Linked DNA regions of Astyanax mexicanus: region 1 is linked to region 2. The links are chromatin contacts, called in public Hi-C maps. All regions are on one chromosome and are shown on one strand. The core of a region is the stretch at or near the end of the contact, and the rest is flanking DNA. Distances in the headings are between cores, read along the strand shown.

What was found. A called contact is a pair of places that touch in the nucleus more often than the background predicts.
Region 1: a Hi-C map of muscle shows a contact between it and region 2, with 2.2 times the contacts expected there. The contact joins the promoter of smtna here to the enhancer-like site in region 2. A contact is called at or near these places in 2 of 3 Hi-C or Micro-C datasets (blood and muscle).

Annotation. Positions count from the first base shown.
Region 1 is chr20:20,532,476-20,535,175 of AstMex3_surface, forward strand. smtna (smoothelin a) reads right to left here and starts at 1,377. Exons shown (of 9, transcript XM_022681156.2): 1 at 1,260-1,377.
Region 2 is chr20:20,494,777-20,497,476 of AstMex3_surface, forward strand. It overlaps LOC103022769 (inositol polyphosphate 5-phosphatase K), which reads right to left. Exons shown (of 13, transcript XM_022681154.2): 8 at 2,289-2,398; 9 at 1,308-1,518. Among protein-coding and RNA genes, the nearest start is that of mat2aa, 18 kb to the left of the region's middle. Within about 2 kb of position 1,450, the one cell type or tissue checked has an H3K27ac peak away from gene starts, as active enhancers do.

The sequences.
Region 1 (2,700 bases), core at 127-2,626, 38 kb after region 2:
GCTGAGATAAATATCTCTGAAGGCTGTCAAAACAAAAGCATCTTCTATGCTGAACAGTGAACGTAAAACAGCGATATAATAATATAATAACTCATAACCACGCAGTTACTCACCACACGCTGAGAGGATGATGAGTCACAGATAATGAGAAAGATGATCTCACAGCAAACAAATAACCCACATTAAATACAATACAAACAATCGGTCTTATCCCACACATTACTGACTGTTCCATATTAACCCTCAATAACGCACAGCCCACACACTGCTCAGAGCTGCTGCAGGGGTGTGTGTTAGTGTGTGTGTGTTTGTATTTTTAATGTATGTTGTTGTATAAATGTGTGCAATTGTGTAATTGTGTCAATTTATTAAGAGTGTTTATTGACCTTCTTCTGCTAATGAACTATTCAAATTTCCATATATGTATATACTAATACTAAAGTAACAGGAAAAGAACTGTGTCCCATGACTTTTGCCATTAGTTGGATGACTGTCTGTACTGTCCAGAGAAGACTTTCAAGAATTATTAAGCATTGCTGTGGGAATTTGATTGCATTTAACAAGAGTACAACATTAGTTAGATCAGGATGTTGGATGATGATCACTCCCAAACTCATCCCCAACTCCCCAACTTATCCTCAAAAACCCAACTCATCCACAATCAATCCCCAAATCCCCACTTCATCTCCAACTCCTCAAGCATCCCCAAATACCCAACTCATACCCAACTCACCCCAAATCCTCAACTTACCCCCAAATCCCCAACTTACCCCCAATTTATCCCCAACTCCCCAACTTATCCCAAATTCCCAACTCTTCCGCAATCAATCACCAACTCCCCTTTCGTCCCTAACTTCTCAATGCACCCCCAAACCCCCAACTCATCCCCAACTCACCTCCAAATCCTTAACTTACCCCCAACTCCCCAACTTAGACCTCAACTCCCCAACTCATCCCAAACTCCCCAACTCATTCCCAACTCCCCACCTCATCCCCAACTCCCAACTCATCCCTAACTCATCCCCAAATCCCTAACTCATCCCCAATTTACCCCCAAATCCCCACCATACAATAAATACATCAGCAAGTATCGGCTTAAAATATCGACCAAATCTAGGCATTGGCCGATGTTGATGATTCTAAAATAAAAGGCAGTTATCGAGTGACAGCAATAAAATTCGATATAGTCTAACTATAAGTAACGGTACTGTAGCTGCTGAAGCTGACTCCAGAAGAACAGTGGAGATGAAGGCACTCACCTGGCCTGCTGCTGCTGCGCGAGAGTGTGAGAGAGTGTGTGAGAGACGAGGAGAATCCAGCTGTGAAAGCTCTCGTCTTAAACTCACACTCAACTCTAACTTTAACTCTCAGAGTTCCTTACTGTGGGAGTTTATCAGAGCCCTGCAGAAACCCCTCCCCGCCTGAACCCCCGGCAAGAAGGAGGAAGAGATAAAGACAAGAGAGCGAGAGTAATAACACACTCATTTTCTTCAAAACAAAGAAAACAATAAATTGTTTTTTTATCTCCACACTGTACAGTTATTATGTGCTAGGTATAAACTACATATGTTTAAAAATACATACGTGTGTACAACACAAGTCAACATATATATATATATATTTATATATATATATATATATATATATATATATATATATATATATATATAAATATTGTCAGCATTTATTTGCAGAAAATGAGAAATGGCTGAAATAACAAAAAAGATGCAGAGCTTTCAGACCTCAAATAATGCAAAGTAAACAATGAATACAAAATAATAATTCAGAAATCAATATTTGGTGGTATTTTCATGTTCTCCTTCACCAGTCTTACACACTGATTTTGGATAAAATCAAAGAAATGTTTAATTGGTAAAATAAAAAAGGAATATATTTTGGTTGGATTCACTATTAATCAGTAGAAAATAGTTGTCAAATTAGTTGTGTTGAACACTTAAGTGTTTAGCTAGCTGTTTTTGTGGAAATATATATATAAAAAAGGTGTGCTTTCAGAATGAGCTGTTTAAGGACTTTACGGACCTATCTCCCTTATCTGCTGACTTGCCATGGACAGTAGGTACAGATCCCTCCCTCAGAAGAAGTCTGCTGGCTAATCCTGCTGTGTCCTGTCCGAAGTTCTTAACCAGCAGACTGAAATGGCCTTTTCTCACCTGATCTGGTGGGAGGAGCTCTGGTGGGGGTTGGGTTGGGCAGGTAAGGGGTGGAGCCAAAATTAACCTTAAATGAAAATGTAATTTTCTTATTGTATATTTTATGATATGGCACACCCCTAACTGAGACATTAAACAATACAAGAATTTTATCAGATTTGTAACAGAAGTCAAAGATCCAGAATGTCATGATACTAATAATAATGCACTCCGAAAGTCTCCATATATCCAGGATTACAGTATAATAAATGATACTTGACAAATATAATCTGTCTCTAGTAGATATTCTATTATTGCACTTTATTCATATTTGCCAACAAATTACTATATGCTAATTTATACAGTAGTTTGGTATTTATTCCACTGCAGATTTCTATGCTGCATATATTTTCTGTATTCACTACTGTATTTTACTGTTTATACTGCTCTACACTTTATACCCTGCCCTGCGATGGATTGGCGGCCTGTCCAGGGTGTATCCTGCCTTCCGCCCGATGCCGGCTGGGATAGGCTCCAGCACCCCCCCGCG
Region 2 (2,700 bases), core at 200-2,699:
ACAACAGGCCCTGTTTTTGCGATCTACAGGCAAGCTGTTAACCGTGCACCAAGCAGCTTGATTTAGGACTGTCAGGAAAACCCAGGCAGGGTGACGAGGAAAGAGGACACAAGTGCAGATAAGGGCGAAATAAATAAATAATTTATTAAATAAATAACAAAGAAACAAGGAAACGAGGAACAAGTAAACATGTAACAAAGATAAACGAATAACCAAAAACCAAAACAAACCAGTGAAACAAAAGAACATAAGCTAAGCCAACAAGAGATAAAGATAATAAATAAACAGGGAATATATAAAAGGGAAGAAACTAGAAATAAACAAGGAAAATAGCTATAAACGAGAAAACAAGAAATAAACAAGAAACAAGGAACTAAGGCTATGAGAAAACAAGGAAACACTGAGAAAAGCTAATAAACACTGAGAGAGACAAACAACAGAGGAAGGTGCAAAGACCGACGGAGACAAAGTGGCAGAGGAGGGCTATATAAAGAAACAGGAAACGCACTATAATCGGAAACACCTGGGGAAGGGGCGGAGCTACAAATGAGACAAGTGGTGGAAAGGTACTGAGACGGGAGACACAGGGGAGCATAGGTCACGTGGGGAAGACACACAGAGACACGAGACGAGACCAGGATGTGACAAGGACGTGTCAGTGTGTCTTTGCTATTATACCTTGCACAGCTCAAAATGTGCACAAGGCATGTACTAATTCTCTAAATTAATCATGGGTCTGTTTGTTTTGGATGTTATGTGAAATAAATCAATCAGAGTGTCACTTTCTCATCATTCCTTTTAAGAGACAGGTGTGCTCTGACTTTGGCGTATTGTCATTTTAAGGGTGCATCTCCAACACATTTCAGCAGAGAAAACTGACCTGCTCAATCACACTGTGAAGGAGCTCCAGCAGCTCAGTTTAGAGAACTGCAACGTTATTTTATTTAGCATTCTGTTTATTGTTGATGTAACAATAAACATGTGTATGTAGTATGTGTGCATGTGGCCTTCTTTGCCAAGATAGCGATGAACATCTGACTGTTGACGTCTGTCTAGGTTGTGTTTAGTCAGTGGAGCTCCTGTGTTTTCCATTATCAAGATAGCAATACACCAGAAATTTACCTGAACACACCTCATTTCCGGACCACCACACTCAGATATATGCGTAGATGTATGCACAAGCACCGTTGCTTTTTAAATGACAGAAGGAGTGAAGACAGACTGTTGGCGGGGTGTGAGATAGCAATGAGCATTGCGACACACTTCCACACTTCCTCTGTCCGACTATCAGGGAGCAGTGGACTCACATGCAGAGAGAACAAGGCGGACACAGGCTTGTGGTCACTGACGGTGAAGCCCATGTGACTGTGGTAATAGTGCTGCGTCACCCTCGTAGCTCCGCCCAGCCACGAGGTCAGGCCCCGCTGCAGTGCGGCACTGTGCGACGGAACGGGGGAGCCCGTCCTCCGGAGACGCCACAGGATACGGTCTGTCCAAGCAGGCTTTCGCTTCTTAGCACTAGAGAGATATAAAACAGACAAAAAGACATAAAATTAGGATACGCCATTAAAATCTTTGTCTTTATTTTTCATATTTGATTTCCAACCCTGCCAAACCCTGTTCCAGGTTATCATTTAATGCGTTTGCATGTACTGTTCCAGAACAGCATGCCTGAGAACTAAACTTCTAAAACAGCCAGATCAGGACAGAAACATCTTGTGGTCACCAAATAACAATATTGTCATTTAGAGCATTTATTTGCAGAAAATGAGAAATGGCTGAAATAACAAAAAAGATGCAGAGCTTTCAGACCTTAAATAATGCAAAAAAAACAAGTTCACAGTGTTCATGCATCTTGGCATGTTTTCCTCCACTAGTCTTGCACACTGCTTTTGGATAACTTTATGCCTTTACTCCTGGTGCAAAAATTCAAGCAGTTTAGCTTGGTTTGATGGGTTGTAATCTTTTTTTATGATCCAATCTGATGTTTCCTTTTCAAATGTTTATATTCTTCATGTTGGTATGTGATCCATAATATGCCGGCAGTTAGACAGTCACTCCACTCTAGAACTGTGAAGTTGTGTTCATTTCTGTGCGAGAAAGAAGGAGGTCGCTAAGGTTTGGCTATACTGTAACTGTGGATTGCTAAGGTATTTTAAGGTGGTTGCTGAGGTGTTGCTATACTGTAGCAGTTAGTTGCTATGGTGTTGCCATGTTGCTGCTATAAACCCCCAGTATTGAGCTGTGGAGCAGTGGAATTTATATTACATTACCACACAAAAACACACCTTGTGTCATACGTGTGCGTTCCCACATCAAACTTGTATGTTGGAGGGAAATTAAGAGGTCCCTCCAAAAATCCATCCAGGATCGACTCGCTGTTCTTCGCCATGTTGAGCTGCAGATGAAAAAAACGTACAGAAAGTGTTTATAAAGTGCAGAACTGTTCACAGCTCATTATCTCATAATAAACTGAACAAATCCTAAATACAACCTTGTTGTAGTGATTGTGAGAAAATTCGTGCAAAATTTGTATATATTACTACATAAAAATAGAAAAAAAATCTAACACATATCTATTACACTACATTATAAACACATTCAAAATGCATTTTATTGCACTAGAACACTTTATAAAAGACTATAAATATTTGATATCTAAAAGTGCATGTTAATCATGTTTATTATGTATCATAAATT